2 separate regions of the Macaca mulatta genome follow, and region 1 is linked to region 2. Evidence: chromatin contacts called from public Hi-C data. All regions are on one chromosome and are shown on one strand. Each heading gives the region's core, a stretch centred on a gene start, on an enhancer-like site or on the middle of the called end of the contact. The rest is flanking DNA. Distances are from core to core; before and after follow the strand shown.

What was found. Hi-C and Micro-C count contacts between places; a contact is called where the count stands out from the background.
Region 1: a Hi-C map of fetal cortex germinal zone shows a contact between it and region 2, with 2.0 times the contacts expected there. The contact joins the promoter of CACNA1S here to the promoter of KIF21B in region 2. A contact is called at or near these places in 2 of 14 Hi-C or Micro-C datasets (fetal cortex germinal zone and fetal cortical plate).

What each region holds. Positions count from the first base shown.
Region 1 is chr1:58,765,939-58,771,558 of T2T-MMU8v2.0, reverse strand. CACNA1S (calcium voltage-gated channel subunit alpha1 S) reads left to right here and starts at 3,706. Exons shown (of 43, transcript XM_078002574.1): 1 at 3,706-4,353. The coding sequence starts at 4,202. It overlaps ASCL5 (achaete-scute family bHLH transcription factor 5), which reads left to right. Exons shown (of 2, transcript XM_015120478.3): 2 at 659-2,585. The coding sequence starts at 1,171. The coding sequence ends at 1,791.
Region 2 is chr1:58,673,595-58,678,612 of T2T-MMU8v2.0, reverse strand. KIF21B (kinesin family member 21B) reads left to right here and starts at 1,492. Exons shown (of 34, transcript XR_013417480.1): 1 at 1,492-1,863. It overlaps LOC106994151 (a long non-coding RNA gene), which reads right to left and starts at 1,270. Exons shown (of 4, transcript XR_003731793.2): 1 at 1,133-1,270.

The DNA.
Region 1 (5,620 bases), core at 2,457-4,956, 91 kb before region 2:
GACAGGGGCTGGGCTAGGCTCAGGACATACAGGTGAAAGAATAGATGCCCCCATTAGGTGCCACGGAGAAACCCAGGGTGGGGTGAGAGGGTGTATCTCGGACCATAGGGACTGGGGCAGGGAAGGCTTTGATGACTGTCTCTGCCAGGCAGAGGGCTTTGAACGGACCAACAACACCTACCTGGTTATCAAAGAGGCATTCCTTTCCATAAAGAGTTGGCTTCCCTCGTTGGCTGATGGCTGCTGCTGCTAATTCAATAGGCAGTCTCAGACCTTCTTCTAGATGTAAGGCCCTGGAAGGGATCAGTGATGAGACTTAATCCCCACTCTCAAGGGACATGACAAAATTGGGCATTTCTATAAGCTATGCCCTTTAGGAGGTGTTTTTGCATACATACTTTCACAGTTGATTCGCTTATTAATTTCTTGTCAGGGATGTTTCCCTTGCCCTTCCTAGGGAAACCATGACTCAAAGCGGTCACCCGACTAGTAAGAAGGGATGCGCACAAGATTTTAACCCAGATCTGTGCCCCTTCAGTAGCCAACCACCTCTCCTCATGAGGCTTACAATCCCGTTTGCGGGTGGAGATGATACAAATAAGCCCATAATACAGGCCTTTCCTAACTGATATGTTCACTCTCCTCTCCTCTTGTTTAGAAATGTTTCCCGGGACTCCCTCCACTGAGCTGGCGCACTCCTAACAGCAGCCATCAGTTTGGGCACCCCGGACTGCCCAGGGATCAGGGATCTCGAAGGCCGTGAGGACCAAGGATCAGGCGCTGGGGTGGGGGTGGAGGGCATGGAGCCTGGGGTTTAGGCCTGAGGTGCCCATGTTGGGCGGCAGGAAGAGGCAAGGCGTGCGGGTCTGTGGCCGTGCCCATGGGTGCTGCGGAGCGAGGTGTGGGCCCTCAGAGTTCCGCGGCGCCATGGGCTGGATCTGAGAAGGTGTGCACCGACCCCCTGAGAGGGGCCACACTTGTCTAGGACGATGGCTGGTGTTAGGGAGTCCTTGGAAGCCACCCTAAAGGGCGAAAAGAGGCCCTAGCAAATCCTGGTACCCCGGAGCTGCTGCTAGCGATGTGATTTGCCCCAGTGGTCGAGACCGTGTAGACCCCAAGCAGGGGCCATTCGGTGGGGGCCTCACTCTGGGTCCAGCTCCACGTGGCACCATGAACAATAACTTCTGCCGGGCTCTGGTGGACCGGAGGCCCCTGGGGCCCCCCAGCTGCATGCAGCTGGGCGTCATGCCCCCTCCCCGGCAGGCGCCCCTGCCTCCCGCCGAGCCCCTAGGCAACGTGCCCTTCCTGCTGTACCCGGGCCCAGCCGAGCAGCCCTACTACGACGCCTACGCGGGGGTGTTCCCCTATGTGCCCTTCCCCGGTGCCTTCGGGGTCTACGAATACCCCTTCGAGCCAGCCTTCATCCAGAAGCGCAACGAGCGCGAGCGGCAGCGCGTTAAGTGCGTCAACGAGGGCTACGCGCGCCTCCGCGGCCACCTCCCCGGCGCCCTGGCAGAGAAACGACTTAGCAAGGTGGAGACGCTGCGCGCCGCCATCCGCTACATCAAGTACCTGCAGGAGCTGCTGAGCTCGGCCCCAGACGGCGCGACGCCCCCCGCCGCCCGCGGCCTCCCGGGCACCAGGCCCTGCCCGGCGCCGCCCGCCGCCCCCCGGCCCGACCGCCCTGGCGACGGCGAGGCCCGGGCGCCCTCCTCCCTGGTACCGGAGTCATCCGAGTCCTCCTGCTTCTCCCCCTCGCCTTTCTTGGAATCGGAGGAATCCTGCCATTGATCGGGCTTGTGGCAGCCCCTGGCTTGGGGAATGATCCGTCGGCCCCGTCCCACTTTCGGGAGCAGCGGGAGGCTGCTGGGTCACCCGCGATGCGCCGCAGGCTGGTGACTGCAGGAGGTCCGCGGTGCTCCCGTGTCTGCGACATCCTTCCTCCTCCGTCAACTTGGGGAGGAAGTGCAGGGCAACGGGTGCGAGGCGCGCGATAGAGACCTGAGGAGCTCCGTGGGTGCAGCGAGGGGCAGGGCCTGGGACTGCTCCGGGCGTCCTGCGTCCCCTCCGGGGTGCAGAGGGGCACTCCAGGACGATTATCCCTGGGTCTGGCTCCCGCTCGGCCTGCTTCTTCCTTCCTCGCCGCAGGCGCAGCCCAGTCTCTGCGAGTTCCCGGGAGGCAAGCCCGGCTTTGATCCCTCGGTTATCATGCCCCTGCTCTCCACCAGATGGCTTCAAATACTAGCGACTTCTTTGGGAGCACGCTTGCCCTTTGAGAAAGGAACCCAGAGGAAGGGATGGGAGGCCAGGCCGCTGCCGGCGCTCAGCCCGGACCGAACCCACAGACTCAGCAGAGGCGACCTGTGTGCCCTGGTGGCGTTCTCTAGCTTCCTTGGTGGGGGGCGATCACTCCCTTCACACCCCCCAACGAGGTCATCTAGTTTTGTCCCAGGTTGGGTGGGGACTGTGGTTTTTTTCCCTCAGACTGTAAGCCTTGGGGGAGGGGGGTGTGCATATGGGTACATAGGCACTGTGTTGGCACCAAAGAGCTAAATAAAAGGATTTTTGAATTTTTCTCATTCCTAGATCATTGTCTACCCTCACCCTTCCTGGTGCCCCTTTCTCATTCCCACTCCTAGTCCAGAGTACTTGCTGGAAGGGTATGTGGGATTCGCTGTTAGCGCATTTAAGGTTCAGTGTTAGCTCAGGCATTCAATGAATTTTTTTTTTAATTTTAATTTTAATTTTAATTTTAATTTTAATTTTTGAGACAGGTTTTGCTCTGTTGCCCAGGCTGGAGTGCAGTGATTCTATGCCTGCTCACTGCAACCTCTGCCTCCTGGGTTTGAGCAATTCTCCTGCCTTGGCCTCCAGAGTAGCTGGGATTACAGGTGCACACCACCACGCCCACTAATTTTTGGTATTTTTAGTAGAGTTCAGGTTTCACCATGTTGGCCATGCTGGTCTGGAATTCCTGACCTCAAGTAATCTGCCCACCTTGGCTTCCCAAAGTGCTGGGATTACAGGCATGCGCCACCGCGGCTGACCTCAATGAACTTTTCTTTTTGAGACAAAGTCTCACTCTGTCTCATTCTGTCACCCAGGCTGGAGTACAGTGGCCCGATCTTGGCTCATTGCAGCCTCAACCTCCCAGACTCAACTGATCCTCTCACCTTGGCCTCCTTACTAGCTGGGACTACAAACACACACCACCACACCCTGCTAATTTTTGTATTTTTTGTAGAGACAGAGTTTCACCACTTGCCCCGGCTGGTCTTGAACTCCTGAGCTCTAGCCATTTGCCCACCTCAGCCTCCCAAAGTGTTGGGATTACAGGCATGAGCCACCACGCCTGGCCTCAGTGATCATTTACAGGGAGCATAGTATATGTGGGGACTGTGCAGAGAAGGGGCCAGAGTCCCAGAGATAAAGCCCACAACCTTTACACCTGTAGGGGTGGGAGGAGGTGAGGAAGAAAGATACACAGCAGATGCTCCACAGTGAGGCAGGTGCTATGCCAGAGGTGTGTACACTCAGGGATGTTCTGGGAGTCTTCCAGCCCACTGGAGAGGGGTTTACTGTTTCCCTGACATGGGATTGCTTGGGGGGTGGGTTGAGGGTATGTTTGGGGAGTCTTGGCTGATGGTGCAAATACTGAGCTAGGTAGAGGGTGCTGTGGAGCTGTCCTGACTTAGGCTGCCCAGTGCCTTCTCCAGACAATGTCATGGGGCTGAGGAGGGGAAACCTAATTTTGGCATGAGGGGGCCACTCTGCCGTTTGAGGTTCCATATCCAAGGCTACCGCTTCCTGATCTCTGTTGCCGCAGGCTTGAAACCTTCCATCCTGTCTCCCTCTCCCACTGCCCCTGCCCCATCCCAGGCCTGTGTGTAAGTTCTTCTCCCCATCCCCCACCCTCCTCAGGGGACAGATTGGGAAGCCACTGGCTGGACTGGATGGAATGACAGCTGTCTGGCCTCAGGAGCTCAGGCCCGGCAGTGGGGAGCCGAGTGGAGGCTAATTTTACTTGCTGGGAGTGGGGAGAGTAATCCTCCTGCCCCCACTGCTGCCCCCGCCCCCCGGCTGGCTCAGCAGGGCAGGCTCAGCCGACAGCCTCAGCCAGCCCAGTCCTCAAGGCGGGGGGCATTGGGGACGCAGGGAAGAGAGGGCACTGGGGAGGGGGAGCCAGATTCCCAGGGAAGCCATGGAGCCGTCCTCACCCCAGGATGAAGGCCTGAGGAAGAAACAGCCCAAGAAGCCGGTTCCTGAGATTCTGCCAAGGCCACCCCGGGCCTTGTTCTGCCTGACCCTGGAGAACCCCCTGAGGAAGGCCTGCATCAGCATCGTAGAATGGAAGTATCCTTCAGGGCCCAGGCCGTGGGGGGGAGCATGCATCATGGGGGAGGGATTCAGGGGTGATCACAGAGCACACACTTCCTACAGGAGGGCCAGGGAGGCCTGGGACTTAGACCTGGGGTGAACTCACAGAATTGAGTGAGGCTGGGGGAAGGAGCCCTCAGCTGCGCAGGAGAGGAGGAGGAGGAAGAGGAGGGAGAGAAGGAGGAGGGGGGAGGAGGAACAGGAAGAGGAGGAGGAAGAGGAGGAGGACTTGGTGGGGCTTCCTGGGCCTGAGCAGGCCACCCAAGTCCTGGGTGACAACCAGAGATGCCTACTGACCACCTATGGGTGGGGCCTGCTTCATGGGGACTGTTCCCAGGTGTGCCCAAATCCACATTATCATGGGGTGCCACTAGGTTTTTGAAGCACCAGCCTCATTTCAGAATAGGATAGGAACCAATAAAAGGTTCAATGGCCTCTTTGAGAAAACTCCCCCTTGTTTGGGTTGGGTGGGGGGTGACCCCTCTGGGGGCAGATCCCAGCTGAGGACAGAGCCAAGGGAAAAAATGGGTCTGAAAGACACCTGGTCTGAGTGGCTCCAAGACACAGGCCAAGCAAGCCTGGGTGTTCTAGCTCAGACGTGCCACCCTGGGGACAGAGACTTCGAATCTCATGCTGTGTTTGCATTTGCTCTGGGGGGAAGAATGCTGAAAATATCCGGGTTATCTGGGGAAGGGAGGAAGGAGTGACAGAGACAAGGGGAGGGCTGTGTCAAGTGGGTTCTGAGAGCGAGGGTCGGGCATATTTGAAATATTTCTGAAGGGTTCTGGAAGGCTGGGCTCCTACCAACTGTTCCCTAGAAGGAAGGAGAATGAGGGATAACTAGAAGGACAAGACAAACGTGGGGCAAGTAGAGATATCTTGGGGTCAGTGTCAGCCTTGTTCCCTTCACCTGCCCTTGGCCAGTCGGTGAATCACCCACATCGAACCCTCCTAGGCCCTCCCTCCTTGCCTCTCTTCTGCAAACAGGTTTACTCCATGGGTTCTCCCTCTCCTCCATCCTCTGCTCCTCTGCACCTTCCCCTCTCGTAGCCCCCTGCCCCTGTGGCCCTCCTCTTTTCTCAAACACTGGAGGTTACTGGGAAGAGAATGGGATTTTTCTGCCAAGCCCATCTACATAATATGCCTCCCCATCCGCCCCCAAACAACTGCCTCGCTTCCTCCCTTGCTTTCTCTAGCTCTTTCCACACTTGCTGCCTAATGGGTCAGAAAGTCAAGAAAGCCA
Region 2 (5,018 bases), core at 243-2,742:
CCCAGGGAGAGCTTCCTCTAGATTCAAATGCTAATAAAAGGTCCAGGATCCCACCAAGACCTCCTCTCCAGCCTCCATCCTGGGGGCACTGCTCGCAGTGCTCCTCCTCTTTGCCATGGGGATGAAAAGGGTGTGTTGATTGGCCCTTGAAATTTGCTCTTAAAATTATCTTTGGTTTTGATTTGACCTTAATAGGTCAAGCCAAACAGGGATCTGAGCTACTGCATGAAGCAGTTATTGCGGGGGGTGGTGGGTTGTGAGTGGAGGAGGGAAGGGGAGGAAGATGGCACCAACAGATGCATCCTCAGACCCCAGTCCACACCCTTGCCAAAATCTCTGACATGGTTTCATCATCTGAGGGTGATGTAAGAGGCCTGGAGTCAGACTCCCCTTGCTCCCCTCCCCCAGAGAGCCCCATCCACATCTGGAGCTGCAGCTGGGTCCTTCTCTTGGGCCCTTTCCAGGGGAGGGAGCTGGGTGAAGTGAGGGCAGCTGGTGAGGGGCCCTGTGAATGGCCCCAATGTTGGGAGGCAGGGGGCAGGGAAGAGGCCTCTGGGCTCAGAGGGAGGGAGGTGGACTGGGAAGGGAATTGTGACTTTGCAGCATTGGTCTCCTCCTCCATCCAGGCCCAGTGTTAAAGTCTCCATGGTCCTCCTTGTCCTTTATATCCATTCCTGCAGGCAGCTGCCCTCCTTCTTCCCTTCCCCACCCACTTCACCGCCCAGCCTCTCTACCCAGGTGCTCGGAACTGAGGGCCCCCTTTGTTCCTTCCTTTCCCCCAGGGCAGCTCAGGCCTCCCACACTGACCCTCTGGCCCTACTGCCACAACAAGCAGAGTGTGAGCCAGGCCCAGTGGGGTCATCTGTGGGTCATAAAGGTCAATGGGACAGTCGTCTAGCAGTAGGGAGGGGCTAGTCTTGGGCTAGGAGCCTGGCCAGGAATCAGCTAAAACACGAGCTTTAAAATGCTGCAGGGCGGGGGTGGGGGGAAATTTATTTAGGGGCTAGCAAGAACTCCCTTCAAGAAGGGTTGGCGAATTTACTGGAATAAATGCAGAAGGGAAGCTTTCCTGGCTCTTGTGAACTATAAACCGTCAATCGCTGTGAGATCCCCGGGAGACCAGGGTTCTTACCATGCTTACCCACGAACTCGCTCTGTGACCTTCGGTAGTTCCCCTCTTTAAATCTCAGTTTCTTCATTTATGAAATGAGGGTCCCATTGAAGCTTGAGGTTCTGCCACTCCAGGAGCCAAGGTTCTAACGTGGTCTGCGTCCCGCGCCTCCACCCCCCATCCCACCCCCACCCTCCAATCCCGCCCCCTACCCCCAGCCACCGGTGGCCGCGAGCCAAGAGGTCCCTTTAAAGGCGCGAGTCCCGCCCCCGCTGCTCATTAGGGCTTTCGATTGGCGGCTCCCGGGCTGGGCGGGGCCCGGCGCGGGCTCGGGGCGGGCTCGGGGCGGGCTCGGTGCCGGATCGGCCCCCGCCCCCTTTGTTCGCGCTGCGGCGGGAGGTGACGGCCGGGTGGGAGGTGTGTGCGCGTGTGCCGCGCCGTAGGGAGCGGCGGGTCGCGCCGCCGGCTGTCAGCTAGCTCCGCGCCGCCGCCCGATGGCCCGAGGAGGCGCGCGGGCCCAGCCCCGGGGGGCCGGCCGCGGGTGAGCCCCTCGGCCTGCAGCCCGCGAGCATGTCACCTCCAGCCGCCGCCGCCGCAGCCTCCGCCAGCCGCGCCCGCGCCCCCGCCTCCCGCAGCCGCAGCCGCTGCCTTGGGCATTGGCCCCCAGACCCCCGCCTCTGATCCACGCCCAGACCCTAGAGCCAGAGGGCCATGGCCGGCCAGGGGGACTGCTGCGTCAAGGTGGCCGTCAGGTAGGGACCCGGGGCATGGAAGGGGCCTCGCGGAGAGGGCTCGGGCTTTGTCTCGCGTGGGCTTTGGGCGGGGGGCGCGGGCACCGCTCGGGCTGGAGCCTGCACTCCCGGGGGAGGGGCCGGCGTGGGACGGGATGGAGGGCGCCGCGCGCTGGCCAGGCTGCCGCCGGGGAGCAGCGACCCCGCGGACTACTGCAAGGTGGCTTTGTTTGGGTGGTAATTTTGGGTCCCTCTTGGGAGCCCTTAATGATCAGAAAATCGAATAAACAAGGAAATCCGGTATTTCACACCCAGCCCTGGCCCAGGCCGGAGCGTCTGTGTGTTTCCTCTTCGCCTCCCCACGAGGCTGCTGTCTCATACGGGTATACCAGAGGGAAATTTCCCCCTCATCCACGAGAGTCAGCTAGTTATGTGCTCTTGGTCCAGCTAGCAAAGGCAGCACACCCGCCCTGGGAGCCAGATCTGCAGACAAAGATCCGGTGCGGGGACCAACGAAAAACCTGGGATGATGCCTTGGCCTTCTGTGGGAAGTCAATGGCTTTCTGGGAGAATCCTGCCACTCCTGTCCCAAGAGGAGATGGGGCTAGGAAGGGAGGAAGAGGTGTATCTGAGGTGCTTCCCTCTGAGAGGGCAGGAGGGTGTGATGTGGATGCCCCATCCTCAGACACTCAGACAAAAATTGAGCAGGGGAGGGTTGCCTAGACTTATCTGGGGTTCCATTCTCAACAGCTCTGGGACTTGAGCCGGCAGAAATGAGACAGGGAGAGGACATGGCTGGGTGGGTTCTATTGGGAGGGGTACACAAAGGTGCAGGAGCAGGAAATGCTGTGAAATTGAGCCATCTGTGTTCTTTGTGCTGGGTGGAGACGCTTTACACCTCACCACCTCTCCCAGTTTTTGCTTTGGTTTTTTCTCTTTGAGAGGGGTGTATTGGCAGCAGCGTGCCAATCTGGGGCTGCTCACCAAGGCAGGGGTGTGGAAAGAACGTCTATCTCTGCCCCAGCCCTGTATGATGGAGGGGGCGGGGGATTGTCCAGGTCTAGGGTAGGTCTCTCAGGTCTCTAGATCCCTTGGGTCATATGTGACCCAGATTCCAGGGACCCGGGGAGGTTGCTCCTAGACGGAGTCAGAGATGGCAAGGAAAAAGCTTTCCTCTTCCTGCCCCAGGGCAGATGCCCCTCACCACGGCCACCTGGCTGGCCCTCTGCAGCCCAGAGAGGAGCTGACACTGATCAGTGCTCAGCTGGAGGGAAGGAGATTGAGGCACCCCCACCCATGCACCCTAGGCAGCACTCAAGAATCACTTGAGAACAGCTTTCCTGGCCCTGAGCAGCCAGAGAGACAAAGAGGAGCCCTGCAGGTGCCTGGTGGGCTGGCTGGGGCGGGGCCAGGCTGCTGCTGGGGCTGACATTGCAGCAGGATCTTGTGGAGGTCGAGGGAGGGTTGCATGGCCGGGGGTGGGAGTGAGAAATGTAAATATGGCATCTGCAGCAGATTGGGAGAGTCCAAGAACACCATAAAAGGGAAATGAAGCTCTGGCCCCTCTGGCCCCCACCCATTGTGAACGAGGACTGGGAAGGAAGGGGCTTGGGGGTGCCCTTTCCACAGTGGGGGTTTCCTTTAGATTCCATCTTGCTGGAGAGAGCTAAACAAAGGCCCCCACCTCTGTTCAGGGTCTCCAGGCTGGACTGGGGTGAAAAGATGTGGGTCTCCCACCCGGGGAGCCTCATGGGATTGGCACAGTGAGGATAAGCTGATGTTCTCTTCCCACTGCCACCTCTAGAGGCTTCCCGGGACCCTTTCTGCAGAGAAGGGATCATGTCTGCCCTCTGCACCCAGTTCACGGCGATGTGTGTCATCTCTGGTTCCCAGTCAGATTGCCCTAAGTGGGGGCAAAGTTGCTGATCTGTATGGGGGGTGGGGCATTTGAGCATCAGAAGTCAGTCTTGCAGGGTCTCCGGGAAGGTGAGGGCCCCACCCACCCCTCCCCTCCCACCCCAGCATGAGTGCCCAGCCCGGGCACACGCCAGACCTCAATGGGCAGCCGGCCGTGGAAGGCAGACGATGTCTGGACAGAACCCAGTTTCTAATCAGAGAGCTTAGGACTGAGCTGGGGCTGGGCTGGGCTGGGAAGGAGAGCAGATGGTGCCAGTGACGGGCTGTAGGGGGAGTTCTCCTTGTTTTTAGATCCTCTTCTACCCCTCCTCCCCTGCAGCACCCCCAGAAATCACTTCTCTCACCTGAAAGACTGGGTGGTGGGCTGCACTAGAGTAGAGCATTTATGGGAAGGGCAAGGCTTGTCCAGGGTCTAGTCCAACCCCAGGGCTCACTACCTCCTGCCAGGTCTGGCTGTCTTTCTGACTTTATGGAAGTCCTTTCTTGTATCCAACTGAAGTGCTTTCTGAATTTCCATGAGAATAACTTGTAGCGAGCCTGGAGTCCAACTCTTCAGACAAGGAAGACCAGGAATGAGACAGGCGTGGTCTGATGTGTGTGTGGGGGGGCGGGGGGGGGGGAGGAGAGAGGCCCCAGGACTATTAGACGAGGTGAGAAGTGCCAGGCCCAAGACTCTTGGCCTTGCAATCTGTTTGGGATGAGGAGATCGAAGCTGGCTGGCTGTGGAATGCTTCAGTGAAGGCCTGGGCTCCTGGAGAGCCGGAGGAGGAAACTTTCAGGACCTGGGTCTGGGGTAAGGGAAGAAGGTCCAGGGGTGAGCAGACCCCAAAAGCCCCACCTCGTGGCCTCCCCAGCTAGATGGAATCTGGCCCATCTGTCCCTGAACCCAGGCTAGTCGGCTTTGCACCAAGGGATTCCCAGGCCGGCCTCTTCAGCCTGCCCTGTGATCCCTTTATCCATTAATCCCCTTGTACTGTAAAGATTCTCAGCTTCCTGGGCTGGACTAGAACTTGCCGTTACCTGGGGGAGGAGGTGTGTAACAAGGCTAGAGAGAGGTGGGGCGGAGCTGTGACCTGCCCCAGGCTGCAGAGATACAGGCCTGACAAATGTGGGGAGAAAGGGGTAGCTGTTAAGAAATGCAAGTTGGCAAAATTAAAATTGGGGAAGGAAGCCAAGTCACATGGAAGTTTGTTTAAGACCCTTTCAAGTCCCCAGCTCTGAGCCCCCACCATGAGAGGAGACCTCGGTGTTGCCTAGCC